5 separate regions of the Mus musculus genome follow, and all the other regions are linked to region 3. The links are chromatin contacts, called in public promoter capture Hi-C maps. All regions are on one chromosome and are shown on one strand. Each heading gives the region's core, a stretch centred on a gene start, on an enhancer-like site or on the middle of the called end of the contact. The rest is flanking DNA. Distances are from core to core; before and after follow the strand shown. Region 1 holds the start of Upf3b (UPF3 regulator of nonsense transcripts homolog B (yeast)). Region 2 holds the start of C330007P06Rik (RIKEN cDNA C330007P06 gene). Region 3 holds the start of Mcts1 (malignant T cell amplified sequence 1). Region 4 holds the start of Rnf113a1 (ring finger protein 113A1). Region 5 holds the start of Slc25a5 (solute carrier family 25 (mitochondrial carrier, adenine nucleotide translocator), member 5).

Evidence for each region. Promoter capture Hi-C pulls out the DNA fragments that hold promoters and counts their contacts.
Region 1: a promoter capture Hi-C map of liver shows a contact between it and region 3, with 4 times the contacts expected there. The contact joins the promoter of Upf3b here to the promoter of Mcts1 in region 3. A contact is called at or near these places in 3 of 39 promoter capture datasets (liver and pre-B cells) and 1 of 115 datasets of contacts at active chromatin or transcription factors (large pre-B cells).
Region 2: a contact with region 3 is called in a promoter capture Hi-C map of pre-B cells. The contact joins the promoter of C330007P06Rik here to the promoter of Mcts1 in region 3. A contact is called at or near these places in 4 of 39 promoter capture datasets (the C10 cell line, erythroid cells, liver and 1 more).
Region 4: a promoter capture Hi-C map of hippocampal neurons shows a contact between it and region 3, with 4 times the contacts expected there. The contact joins the promoter of Rnf113a1 here to the promoter of Mcts1 in region 3. A contact is called at or near these places in 4 of 39 promoter capture datasets (hippocampal neurons, liver and pre-B cells).
Region 5: a contact with region 3 is called in a promoter capture Hi-C map of erythroid cells, with 8 times the contacts expected there. The contact joins the promoter of Slc25a5 here to the promoter of Mcts1 in region 3. A contact is called at or near these places in 2 of 39 promoter capture datasets (erythroid cells and liver).

Annotation. Positions count from the first base shown.
Region 1 is chrX:37,109,070-37,111,811 of GRCm38.p6, reverse strand. It overlaps Upf3b (UPF3 regulator of nonsense transcripts homolog B (yeast)), which reads left to right and starts at 1,490. Exons shown (of 10, transcript NM_026573.3): 1 at 1,490-1,736; 2 at 2,558-2,664. The coding sequence starts at 1,581.
Region 2 is chrX:36,862,738-36,865,618 of GRCm38.p6, reverse strand. It overlaps C330007P06Rik (RIKEN cDNA C330007P06 gene), which reads left to right and starts at 1,373. Exons shown (of 7, transcript NM_029951.1): 1 at 1,373-1,610; 2 at 1,878-1,995. The coding sequence starts at 1,487.
Region 3 is chrX:38,599,167-38,601,866 of GRCm38.p6, reverse strand. It overlaps Mcts1 (malignant T cell amplified sequence 1), which reads right to left and starts at 1,396. Exons shown (of 6, transcript NM_026902.4): 1 at 1,089-1,396. The coding sequence starts at 1,099.
Region 4 is chrX:37,189,774-37,192,624 of GRCm38.p6, reverse strand. It overlaps Rnf113a1 (ring finger protein 113A1), which reads right to left and starts at 1,403. Exons shown (of 1, transcript NM_153503.2): 1 at 158-1,403. The coding sequence starts at 1,233. The coding sequence ends at 208. Ndufa1 (NADH:ubiquinone oxidoreductase subunit A1) reads left to right here and starts at 1,387. Exons shown (of 3, transcript NM_019443.2): 1 at 1,387-1,636; 2 at 2,662-2,751. The coding sequence starts at 1,535.
Region 5 is chrX:36,794,285-36,796,984 of GRCm38.p6, reverse strand. Slc25a5 (solute carrier family 25 (mitochondrial carrier, adenine nucleotide translocator), member 5) reads right to left here and starts at 1,388. Exons shown (of 4, transcript NM_007451.4): 1 at 1,144-1,388; 2 at 1-142. The coding sequence starts at 1,254.

The DNA of each region.
Region 1 (2,742 bases), core at 241-2,740, 1.5 Mb after region 3:
GTTAGTGCAGAATATAAATGAGGGAAGCTTGCTCTCCAGACCCCATTTCTTAATTGCAACACACCATGGTTATTTTTAATCATGGTGCTGAGAACCACCTGCCCAGATCAGGAACCTGCCACACTGAGGTGGGTCAGTGCCTTGTTTCTTTGGCCACCAGCAAACTGTACTGGAGACTCCCCTCCCCTTCAGACAGACACACCAGCAAAATGCTTTATTCTTCTCTTCCTTTCTTCATTTCCTCCCTCTTTCCTTCTACAGAAAACATCTTGTTGGGTATTTCATGACCCTCCTGACTCAGCTTCCCCAAAGCAGGGACTACAGAACACGCTACCACACCTGGTTAAAGAGTCCGTTTTATTGCTCAAATTTATGGCATGTACCAACTACTAAGGCATTGTACTTCATTCTGTGAATGTATCACATCTTGCTTGTCCATTCAACTGTTAATGGGTATTTGACCTTTTTCAAAGTGAAGAAAGTGAACAGAATCAAGTTGGATATTTTCCTTTCCCCATCTTGTTGGATAACAGTGTTGGGAGAGAATTCTTTAATTTGGAAAAGAAAGAAAGGTGGTGAAAACAAATGTAATACATTTTGGTTATAATTCATTGAAATTAGTATCTTGTGTGTTTCTTGAGCATGTGTAAATCCTAATGCCTCTGAAAGTATACTTCAGTTTTAAATAGCTTTTCCTTATCTGTTTATTTACCTGATGGTTGTTTGGTTGATATACGTACGGTTCCACTATCTAGCACTAATTTGCCTGAAAGTTGCTATTTAGACCACACTTTGAATTTGTCTTGATCCTTCTCTTTCAGATTCCCCAGTGCTGCAATTATAGGCTCACGTGGCATAAAACCTTGTGGGTATTTTTTATCTGAAAAAGAAAAGCACTAAACTTTTAAGATTAAGGGATCATAGCGGGGCAGTGGTGGCGCACGTCTTTAATCCCAGCACTCCGGGAGGCAGAGGCAGGTGGATTTCTGAGGTCTAGACCAGCCTAGTCTACAGAGTGGGTTCCAGGACAGCCAGGGCTACACAGAGAAACCCTGTCTCAAAAAAACAAAACAAACAAACAAAAAGATTAAGGGATCATATATACTTAAGATGTTTATGGTATTTTTATCTGAAAAAGAATCACTAAATTTTTAAGATCAAATGATCACATATACTAAAAATCTGGATGATTCCCACATTTCTAATCCTAAACGGGCAGCTGCTTTGCATGCTGGGAGTTGTAGTCCAGAAACGAGTCGTTTCTAGACAAGATGGCGGAGTTGCTAATGACGCGCTAAGGGGCGGGCCCCGAGGGAATCTGGGCCGCTAGGGGATTGGGCAGCATGGGGACTTCGGCAGGCGGGAAGTAAAGGTCAGGTATTAAAACCCTAACCCCGAGTGAAACCGAGGGCCTTAAACTCTCGCGAGATCTCCGGGAGCCCAATGGAACGCAGGGCTCTGCTTATCACTAGGGCTATTTGTTAGGGGCGGAGCTCCTGAGGTCTCTCCCGGAGAGTCGTAGGTGCCCGGCGTAACGGCTTAGCAGCTGTGCCACCGCTCTAAAGAGCGTAACCGTGGCCATGAAGGAAGAAAAAGATCATAGGCCTAAGGAGAAACGAGTGACCCTGTTTACGCCGCAGGGCGCCACAGGCGGCTGTATTGGCGCTACTGCCGAAGGCGCCAAAGGGGACGATAGGCAGGATCGCAACAGGGACAAGAAAGAAGCTTTGAGCAAGGTGCCTATCGGGTGGTGGCACAAGAGGGCGGGACATGTCCACGGACTGGGGAGCATGGCTGGGAATGGGGCTGCTCTCTTCCTCTCCCGGGTAACTCTTCTGTTTCTAACTGAATGGAAATTGCTTCGCACTGTCTCACGCACTGGTGGAAATGGGATTAGCAGGTTCTGATAAAGCCCCCGAAATGGGGGGATGGAGGGTGGGGGTGAGGGAAAAGGAGGGTTCCCAGATGAGAAAAGGTTAGTTCAGAGCTGCGACGGTGGGGTAGTTATGAGAGAGGGGAGCAGCAGGAAAGATAGGGGAACTTTAATTGGCTTGAATTGCTAAATAGACCTTGCCACACCAGGGGTTAGGGGTGGGAGTAATTGTGAAGTACGTGTTAATGCAAGCGAGTTGGGGGAGCACATTAAGAGGATTGATGACCAACCTGGAGGAGCAGACAGATGGAGGGCGATGGGTAAAGGATTTCCGTGGTACACAGAATGGGGAAGGGAGTTCATTTAGCGCATTTTAGACCGGTGAGAGAGACAATGTCGCGACACCGACAAAAGACCAGAATTCGTTCAAAATGGGTTTTAAACTCCATTTAAGAACAGAACCTGGGATTTTCCTTGCCCCAGACAGTTGTCACTTCCAGGAGTTTGTATAAACCCGCGTTATCCATACCTTTGAGTAATTCATAGCATTGGATTGCAGGAGAATATGTTCGGTGTTTTTGTAAGTGTCTGTATTTTAGAGCCGATTATCAGAAGCCATGATTCTGGTATGCCAGAAAGTTGGCTGCTATGTACTGATTTTCCTTTCCTCGTTTGTTTCCTAAGGTGGTAATTCGAAGATTACCTCCCACTTTGACCAAGGAACAGCTTCAGGAACATCTTCAACCTATGCCTGAGCACGATTATTTTGAGTTTTTTTCTAATGATACTAGGTAAAAAAAAAATTAATATTTTACCCTCCTTTTCGCTTTTTGGGCTAGTGTCTTTAATGTGTATGTGTTTGCAATTCA
Region 2 (2,881 bases), core at 124-2,623, 1.7 Mb after region 3:
CACCCCCAACAAAACAGGTGGAGAGATAAAGCAGTTAAGAGTGCTGGCTGCTATATTGTAATCATTTGAAACTAGACCAGTCCCATCATATGCTTTATGAAAACCTGATGTGCCTTTGTCCCCTGAACACTGGGATTCATTTCTGCTTGGATAGCACTTAGTGTTTATTGTTTATTCCTTCAGCTATTGAGCTCTGACACCTAGATATATTGTCTGCTCCTTAGTCATAATCTCTTGCATTCCTAGAGCATTTAAAGTTAATATTTCATTTTTTATTTTCTGATATTGTGATATTAATATTTTAGCATTATAGAAGTCACACTTGATTTGTTAAGATGGGTATGTAAAATAATAAACAGAAAACAAAGTTTAAAAAAAAAGAGTGCTGGCTGCTGTTCCAGAGTACTTGGGTTCTATTGTACTCATTGGAGTCATGGCAGCTTACAACCATCTGTAATGCCAGATCCAAAGCCGCCTTCTGGCCTCTGCAGAAACAAGGCACAAATGAGGTGCACAGACATATATTCGGGCAAAGCACTAGTACACATAAAGTAAAGATATATAAACCTTAAAATAAATAAACTAGAGGTGCTAAACTAGGGGCGGGAGCGGTGGCTCAGTGGTTAAGAGCACTGGTTGCTTTTCCAGAGGACCCTGGTTCAATTCCCAGCACACATATGGCAGCTGGCAGTGACTTCAGTTCCAAGGGATTTGGCACCCTCATACAGACGTATATGCGGGCAAAACACCAATGTGCATAAAAAAAGCTTAAAAAACACAATTTAAGAAACAAAGAAGCAACGGGACTGGAGGATATAGCTCAGTGATAGAAGGCCTGTCAAGTATTTACAACACCCTATATTTAATCCCCACTACATCAGAAAAAAAAAAAAAAAAAAAAAAAGCTTCTACTTCATTAGGTTCTGAATACAGCCCGTAAAACCAAAATATTTACCAGTATATCTAAGATCTAGGTTATATTATAATGTATAGTCAGTCCTTTATTATGTCGAGTTTTACATATACTCATAAATATTCATGAACAAGAGAGCCGGCTCTCAGTATGTAAAAGTTTGCCGCTAAGCCTGAAGACCTGAGTTGCTTGTTTTGAGGTCCACTAAGTGGAAGCAACAGAATCCTGAAAGTCACATACAAGCGTGGGAAGGGGAGGGGACGCGGAGGGGGGCGCGCGCTCCGGAGGCGCCAATAAATCAAAACAATATTGACGACTGTATAGAAATAAAAGTATTTCAAATAACACGGAAGGTGTCGATATCTAAAGCTGTCTCAGCTGACTGAGCTTCTGTCAACTCAGCACCCTCCCCCGCCTCTCCCTGCAATTTAGCGGGATGGGACGTTCCGGAAGTTAATCAATCCGGTGTCAACACGTGATCAAGTGGAGAAACGGTCTGGCGCGAGTGTCTGTGACGCCATCTCGGCGCGACTCTTCATTTTCTGGGAGTTTTCTGGCTGCTCTGCCGGAGCTATGCCGAAAGTCGTGTCGCGGTCGGTGGTCTGCTCAGACACCCGGGACCGCGAGGAATATGATGATGGCGAGAAGCCCCTCCATGTCTACTACTGTTTATGTGGCCAGATGGTCCTGGTGCTGGGTGAGTGGCGGGAAGTGGCGGCTGCAAGGAAACATCGGGCTTCTTTTTTCTTTCTTTTTCAATCTTTCTCCCCGCCCCCCCCCCCCCTTTTCCTTTTCTCCTTTGAGACAAGATCTCACAAAGTAGCTCGATCTTGAACTCATTATGTAGCCTAGATTGTCCCCGAACTTGTTGGTAATTCTCCTTCCAGGAGTGCATTACCACTCTTAAGTTCAGGGTATTTTTTTTTTAGTGACTAAGCGAGGAAATTTTTCTCCATTCCTTCAGATTGCCAGTTAGAGAAATTGCCCATGAGGCCCCGGGACCGGTCTCGCGTGATCGATGCTGCCAAACATGCTCACAAGTTTTGTAACACAGAAGATGAGGAGACTACTTATCTTCGGAGGTAAGGGCTTAATGCTCTAGTTCACTGTTGGGTTGCGGTCTCTTTACGAGGAATGTAAATTACCCTATGCTAGTGTTAAGCAGCTCATACAGTTAGGCCTGATACTTTGACGTTTGTGCTAATCTCCTAACTTATTTTAATTCAACAAATTCTTTATTGTACTTTGTTGAAATGGTACTGAAATGTGCCTCTCTTGGCATTTGATGGCTATGATGTTCCAGTTACAGGCTTGAATGAGTTAGTACAACCTGTAACTTCTGCTGTTGTTATCAATATTATTTCCAGGGCTGGGGATGGAACAAGGGCCTTACTCTTGTTTAGTGGGCACTCTCCTACAGTTACATCTGCAGCCTTATGACTGTCATGTGTCAGGTACTGAGCTAGGTACCAAATCTGTGAATAAGGCACAGTCCTTTTAAAAGAAATCAGTTTGGAAACAGGCTTCTTCTTATGATAGAAAGAAATGCTGGTGCTGTGAACAAAGGCTATGGGAAAACAGGTGGGAGAAGGTTATTTATTTTACATGTGTTGTGGTCAGGAAAAGATCTGAACGATAGTGGTGTTTGTGCTTGGCTTGAACGAAGACTTCACTAGTTCTTGGAAGACGATGCGGAAACAGTCCAGGTAGAGGGAATCTGGAAGCATTATGAGCATCAAATATGTCTATGGGACATTTCAGTAGTCTTCTGTGGCCAGAGCATGGCTTACTGTTTTATAGAAAAGGCTTCATAAGTACTGTGGTGAGGAGAGTGAAATGCTTTATCTGAAGGCAATGAAAAGCTATTTCCTTGTGTGTGTGTGTTTTGATATGTTCCTGTGAGTGCAGGTGCCTGTAGAGGTGAAGAGAAGATGTTTGATTCCCCTGGAGCTGAAGTTCCTGGTGGTA
Region 3 (2,700 bases), core at 147-2,646:
ATCTAAAAGTAAGGTTCTAATTAATCATCTATTCCCAAGCAAGTACTCATGCTTAAAATAATTATGAAATAAATTGTTTTTAAAATACAAATTTCCATTTGTCTTATACAATACAAAACCAACGTGTTAAAGACAGTATTAGAATAAACTCTCATACATACTGCAATTATTGGGGGCAAAGAAATTGTTATGCTAGAATCTGTTGTCAGCTAACAAAAATGCCTTTTACTGAAAATTTCTGCTCAAAGGAAAAAAAGACTCCCATCTATTTAATAAAAATCTATTTTTTAATCTAAAAGAAACCTCACACATTAAAATACAAAAGACTAACCGAAGCATAACAAAAGAATGAGAGCCCCAGCAGGCTATGTAGTCTGTTGTTTTTTGTTTTTTTTTTTTTTAAAGAAATAGTGAGATAATTTTAAAATCCCTGTCCAGATTTGCTCAAATTTTCATGCACAAAACCCACCTTCCTTTGCCCATGTTCCCCTTTTTTCCTTTTGCGTCTATCAGATCTGGAAGATAAACCCACTGGATAGGTTTCCAAGGAAATTGGTCTTCCTTACACAGACTAGCACATAGGGCTACCACGTTGTTCTCAAGACAAGGTTAATCTAGCAGCTTAGCAATAGGCTTGACAGGCCAGCCGCTTGCTTCCTGTCACCCAGACTCCCTCACTGCCATGACCCAGGAAGTCAAGCCTTCCTTTTTTCAGTTCATAACTAATAAACATATAGCAGAGTGCAGGGCTCTCCTCTCAGCTGAGGATGTGCCCCTAAATCACAGTGCAAGGATGTGATTGGTAGAATACTAGGAATGGAGATAGCACTGCTGGAAAGGCAGAACAGGGCTAAGGAAAAAGGAAATGGGAGCGGGAGAGCCAAGCCCCGACTGAAGATTAAGGATGGAAAGCTTAAAGAAGTGGTCCAAGTCCGAAGTGAGCATAGTACTATACTTTACAAAACCTTAGGAAGTCAGGATGGCAGGGGCGGGGGAGAGAGAAAGAGGACCTTTGCTCTCTCCCTCTTCCCCACCCCCACCCCCACCGCCTTTCTAAGCAGCCAATGGAGGCCACAGCGTGTCCTTACTTCTTGAACATGATCCAAGGTGAAAGGGGCGACGATAGGGAAGGGCCCGGAATGGGAAGGAAATTGAATTAGGAAGGGTCCAGCACGAGGAAGGCCTGCACTGACAGTCGGAGCTGCTGTCGTTAATCCGGAAGGCGAAAACACTATCCGCTTTACGGCCCTTAGCGAAATCTGACTACTTCCGCTCCTCTCGACTCCACGTTGACGCTTTTGTCGGCTCCTTTTCAGTAACAGCTTAGTCTCCATTGGGGGTAGCCGAAAGGGCGGGACTTCAGAAGGAAGAAGTGATCAAGCAATTCTTTCTGGTTGCTGGAAGAATAGAGTGGGGGAGGGAATCAATCAAAGCAGAAATTGTGGCAGTCAGTTACGGGTTCCTCAAAGGGTCAAGATTCTTAGGTCTTTGTTGCCACCTACCACTATGCTAAATAGTTTGTAAGGATAATAGGTTTTGCTTCCTATCTGAAGCAACAGAGTGAATTGATGCCTATCAAGCTGCTTGAGCCTAGGCGAGCCTCATAGCTTCATGTTAAATTAATGTCAAAGTTGTCAGGTTCAGCAAATAAAATTACAAGATACCTAGTCAAATTTGAATTTCAAATAAGGTGAACACCTTTTGGTGCAAGTATACTTCATCTACGTTTTGACCTTGCTTATGCTAAGAACTACTTGTTTTTCTGAATTTAATTGAACAACCTTTTTTTTAATCTGGTAGCTATAATCATTGGACAGTGAAGTGCTGTCATAGAATTATCAAATAAGTCATCAGGTTGCTGTCCCCTGCTTCACTCTGATAGTTAAAAACTGAACTATAAATCAGGAATGTAACAGGACATCTTGGCACAAGCTTTTAATACCAACCAGTACAGGGATGGGAGTTGGGGTGGGGGTGGGGGCAGGACAGGCTGATGATCTCTGAGTTCAAAGCCAGCCTGGTCTACAGAACTAGTTCCGGAACAACTAGAACTACACAGAGAGCCTGTCTTGAAAAAGAAGCAAAACAAATAAAATTGATTTCTTGAACACAAACAAAAATGTAATTTCCTCCCAGGCATGATAACTCATGCCCTAATCACAAACCTTGAAGGGTTGGAGAAGACTTGAGACCCTATCTCTAAAAGAAAACAAATGAAAAAAGGAAAATAAGGTAATTCCCTTAAAGAATAAAAAGACTGCTGCTCCAGTAATAGTAGTCACAAGTGAAATGAAAAGATAAAGAAATACATTTTGGTTGTATGGTAGGGGGTTGTTGTTTGTTTTGTTTTGTTTGTTTTTCTCTGAGACAGAGTTTCACTATATATGCTAGCTGACCTGGAACTCCTTATGGTGATCAGACTGGCCTCAAATTCAGACGCCTGCCTGCTTCTGCCTCACTCGTACTGGGATTAAAAGCATGTGCCACCACATTAAGCTTTGAATACTTTCTAAAACATTTTTCTTAAAGATTTATTTATGTATTTTATGTATATGAGTTCACTCTAGCTGTACAGATGGTTGTGAGCCATCATGTGGTTGCTGAGAATTGAACTCAAACCTCTGCTCACCCAGGCCCTGCTCACTCCGGCCCAAAGATTTATTTATTATTATGTGTAAGTACACTGTCGCTGTCTTCAGA
Region 4 (2,851 bases), core at 154-2,653, 1.4 Mb after region 3:
ATGAACTTCTCCCATCCACATGACCTATGCTATAGTCATGGAAGTTATTTCAGGTCTAGAATTCCAGATAATACCTATCTTGAAGCTTTTCCTCTGGAGCCCTACTCCATCGCCTACCTTCTCTGCCACTTCCCTTTAGAAAGAAAGAAAGAAAAGATTTTAAGAAACAACAAAACATTTATTTTGAGACTGAGAATTATGGAAAGTCTAAATAATGGAAACTGGACTCTCCTCTATGTCTTCTAGAGAATCAGAAACACCACCCTCTGCTTCAGCTCGATGCTTTCCCAGTTTAGCAATCAGTTCTTTGGCTGGATTAAAGACGCCATTGGTCTGCTGGTCACAGACATAGCAGCGTGAGGTGGTACGGAAATGCTGCAATGCACAGCGCTCGCAGAAATAATGCCTACACTTGGTGACAACTGGATTTTGGAAGGTCTGGCGACAGATGAAACACTTGAATGGTATTTCCTCATCATCGCTTCCCACTTCGTAGTTTTCGTCCTCATAGACACCATAGCGACCCTCATCAAGCTCACGTTCGATCTGCCACCCGTGCTTGTAATCTGAACGATCATGGAGGAATTTGCAGCTGTCCCCGAAGCCGCAGAAACCAGTCTCCTTGTAGTCCTTACAGATATCGGGCTGGTAATCCCAGCGCACGGTGGCACGTAGATGCTCAGGAGCTCGGATAGGGCCTTTCCTCACCATCCCGGAGGAAGCATTGCCCATGGATGTATCCTTGGGCTTCACGTACTTCTGATAATTATTGATTCCCCGATAGATCTTGTCATCTTCCTTGCCCCTCAGCTCCTCCTGGATCTTCTGGCTCCGCTCAAAGATGGACTGTGCATCTCGATCCTTCTCAGTGTCCAGTTCGTAGACGGCGGTCGCCCCCATATCCTCGGGCCCCACGGGTTTTGCCGAACGGGTAGACTTGTAGACGACGCCGAGACCCTCCGGTTCATTCTCGTCCTCGCTACTCAAGCCGCCATAGGTTGCCTTCTGTTTAGCGCTGCCACGCGTCTTCTGGATCATCGGATTGTGGGTCGCTTGCTTCTTCTCCGGGCGGACCACAGAGCTGCCTTCATCACTGCTGCTGCAGCTGTCCCCGGAGCCTGCATCACAGAGCCGGCGCTTTCGGCGGCCCGCCGCTCCTTTCCGCCCAGGCTTTTTGAAGAGGAACGTGCACACCTGACGGGTAGAATTCCCGGGAGAAAGTTGCTCCGCCATTTAGAGATCCCCAAGTTCTGAAACTGCCGCGACGTCCGGGACCGCTTCGCGTCGTCACACTCCGTGGTGGTCTCTGATGCAGCGGATCAGATAGGAGGAGTAGGACGACAGAAAGAATCCTGTCCGGGAACGCTTGCTGGACCGCGAACGCCAGTCACTTTTGGGCCCCCACAGCCACCGTCGCTTCCTCCTCCGGAGCCGTACGGGGCACCGCCCCTCCCGCGTGCTGCCGGAAGAGAGGTAAAGCCGGGTCACCTCTGAGGAGCCGGTGACGGGTTGGCGTGCGAGTAACGGTGCGGAGATGTGGTTCGAGATTCTCCCTGGCCTCGCCATTATGGGGGTGTGCTTGGTCATCCCCGGGGTGTCCACTGCGTACATCCACAAATTCACCAACGGGGGCAAGGTAAGGCGGCCGACTCGGCCGCGGGTGGGGGACGGTGGGGGACGGGGGCCATTTATGGTGGGGGACGGTGGCCGTTTGGATGCGCCTTCGCTCTGTGAAGAAGAAGCCATCTAAGGGGGATCCTCCTCTTAATGTTGCCTGAACGCGGAGACTTGGGATTCCACCTTTTAACTTTAGTAAAACATAGCCAGTTTGAGGGCTGAGGAGGAGTGGCCCAAAAGGCAAAATCTATTCGGCAGTTAGCAAGGTAGATGACAAGAGTTGGGCCCTGGTTCCTAGGCAGAGGGAGAAAGGTGTTAGTCATGTCCCCGCTCCTTCCCATCGTTCATCTCCTTGCGGACACTGTTTAATTGATTTTGGTGGATGTATTTGTGCCTTTGAGTGCAGGAGCCCGCGGAGATCAAGAGAGGTCCCCGGGTCTCTTGGAACTAGTAGTTAAAGGAGGCTAGGAGGCAGCAGAAGTGGGTGCCACGAATCCAGTCCACTGCAGGAGCAAAGAGCAGTCAAGTCCAGGAAAGCTGGTACTACTACAGTGAAGCCCCGTCTCAAAAAAAAAAAAAAAAAAAAAGAAGTAGTTGAGAGGGGGAGGAGGATAAAGGAAAAAAATCAGTGGTGTTGGTCCCCTCCCCCAACTCAAAAAGGGAGAAGGCTGAGAAGTCAGTTGCCATCATGGTCTGGTTTCATTTAGGAGATTTTGGCTTTGTATTAGTCATTTAGCTTTTGTTTTAACTTTGTCAAGATTTACTATCTATGTATGTGTCTGCTGCTGTCTGTGTGCACCCATGAAGAGTAGAAGAGGGTATTGAATCTCTCCTGGACTTGCAGTTATGACCCCTCCCCCCCCCAAATAAAATCCAACCAACTTGGTGCTGGGAAGCCAGTTGAGCACCCAAGAATAGCAGGCAGGTACCCTTCCCCTCTGAGCTATCTCTTCAGCCTCTAGTATGTCATTTAAGAAAAATTGTGGGGTATATCTTTTTACTGGGTCACTTATATTTATAAACTGCCTTGTCCTTTATTTAAAGGAAAAACGAGTTGCTCGTGTTCAGTACCAGTGGTATCTGATGGAACGCGATAGACGTATCTCTGGAGTCAATCGCTACTATGTGTCCAAGGTAAGATGACTAAAAGAATTGTGGTGGCTTCTGGTAATGCCTTGCCTAAGGTCATACAGGGCTCATTTACTTTGCATGGTTTTTACTAGTGTGGTATACA
Region 5 (2,700 bases), core at 139-2,638, 1.8 Mb after region 3:
GGGTGGGGAAGTATCTGATGACATTGGCCAGGTTCCCACGCCAGAAGGACAGGACTCCCTGTTCCTTGGGGATACGAACCACGCAGTCTATGATGCCCTTGTATTGCTTATCTGCCGTGATTTGCTTGCTGGCATGCTGCACCTGATGGATAGGAAGAAGGCAATAGGGACAGTTATAATCACAGAGAAGGGGAAAGGGAAGAACACACACATAAAATCGTTAAGGTTCGTTCCCCTTTCTCCAAATCTAGCTTTCAGAATCACATGAGCTGGACAATTCTAACTGCTGACACTACTGGGGGGCGTAGGGGAAGTGTTTAAGAATTGAGCAGCACCATCAGAAGTAGTAAGTCTCGACTTCTGTGAGTGAGGCACCCTCAAGCGTACCTATGACCTTTAGACCAGGAAGAAAGGTCATTCCTTCCAGATCAGGTTCAGAAGCATTAGGGTGGGACCTGCATAGGACACGGTCACCTTGGTGACCAGTCAACTTCTCTAGTCTCCGGAGCTGCTCCCTTTCCGCCCCACCCCCACTCCTGTCGGGAGGGGTGGCGGTGACGACGACTAAACGCTCGCCCGCGAGCGCCCCCTAGAGGCAGTGCGCGGCGAGCGCGCGGCAGGAAGGCTGGCGAGGGGCTGCGCGGGGGCGGACGTAGCCGGCACATGCTCTTCCCGGCGTCCACTTCCGGCCTGCCGGCCGGCGAGCCCACACCGCGTTGTTCGCCGGCTGCGTGGCCGCAGAACCGGTCCGCGTGGCCTGCCCAAAGCTGTAATCTCCTTGCCGTGACCTTGAGGTTTTCGGTCAGGCCAGGTACTCTGTTTTCCAGCGCCTGCTTTCAGGCCTATTGCCCTTGCCTCTAAATCCGGGCTAGACAGAGCCTCTCGGGCAACCCCATCCTAGTTCTCTGTGCCGGGGATGGCCCTGAGCGCCTCTGGTCCCTCTGGTCCCGACCACTTGCGACACTCAAACTCCAGGTCCTTAAAGGCGCCTTCCTCCCGGTTGCCTTTCGATCTGACACTGGCTAGGCCCGGCCTTCACCTTGCCCCCAAATCTAAAGACTGAGCCCCACTTTTCCGCTAGGGTACCCCCTTTCTGTGCAGATCCTTTACTTCCTGCCTGGGCCCCTCGATCTCAGAACGTACCTGCAGCAGCAGCTTGACCCTCTCGATGGGTGCTACCGCTGTCTTGGAGATGGCTGCGGCCACTCCACCGGCCAAGAAGTCCTTGGCGAAGGACACAGCGGCATCTGTCATGTTGAAAGCAAAAAAAGAAGAGGCAGGCGAGTGCGGGACAGGGCTGGGTTGACAACCGGCTTTGACTCCCGGGCTCTGGGGCGGAGCAAAGCAAATGGCCGACTTATATAGCGGCAGCCAGGCGGTGAGCTGCCGGCGTAAGGGGCGGGCCAAGGCGGGCGCCCAGTACTGGCGCGCGGAATGGCAGAGCTGCTGAGTGGCTCGGGACACGCGGGAGGAGCCTGGGAGGTCGCCCTGTCAGCCTCGCTTGCCCTTGGCACCTGATCAGGCCAGAGTAAGAAAAGGCTGCAAGGAGTACCTACAACTGGGGGACCTGGACCCTAAGAAGTGTCAGGGAATAGCGAGGAAGGGTGAAGATAAGTGCCCAAACGACAAGACAAGCAAAACAAACAAACAAACAAACAAACAAACAAACAAAAAACAAGAAAAACCAACCCAGGCCTAGGGTGAAGACGATTCAGACAGACAAAACCTCCCCAAACTTAAGGAATCGAGATAAATATCTAATGGTATGTTAATCGATTTCATTCAAACACACTTAAGGTCTGCAGTTCACTCACCCATTTTTGTAACGAAAATTAATTGTAGAACCAGGACTGGAATTACAGTGAGGTACATGAACCAAGGTCATACTAGTACAGGATGGGATCCCTGTCTGTCAAGTTCTTAACATTAACAATCCAAGGATTTTTGCATTGGTTTTGAGTTTTTAAAACATCACATTATACATGAAATTCATTTATCTTGGTGGCTGAGGGGTTCTGTGTCAAGTTCTGTGAACTTCACTACCTAGACCTGACACTGCTTTGAACAATGTCTTCAGAGCCAGAGAAAACTGAGGTACCTACCAGCAGGATGCGATCCCGGCAGCATACCCCAGACTGAGGTACCTACCAGCAGGGTGCGATCCTGGCAGCATACCCCAGACTGGTTTGCAAATAGCTTAACAAAGATCTTTCAGGGAATTGGCCTTGGAAAGTCCAAAGGACAGACTCAAGGTGAGGAAATCATTTTAATTGGAAGCCAAATACAGAGCACACCCAGAAGGATAAGAGGCTGAAAAGGTTAACATTGCAGTTGGCAGTTGACTCCAGACACCAAGTAAAGTGCTCTTCGATTGTTAGATTGCTGAACTCCCACGGTAGTGGCAATGGACCTGTGTTCCCTGAGCCCCTTAATGCTGAGCCGAGTAAATATTTGCTACAAACGACCTGAAGATCAGGAATCCTCCCTCATGTTCAGGACAGAAGCAGATAATGTGATCACCAAACTGCTTTCTAAACAACCAGTGTTTATTTTATAGAAATAAAGGCGTCAGTTGAAAACTTAGCTGCATCTGACCCATAGGTGTCCAACCTTCAAAATTCCCAAAGGTGAAATGCCAGTGTACCTGTCCATGCTTAAGACATAGTAGATGTTTTAGTTAGGGCTTCTTTGATTTCTGTG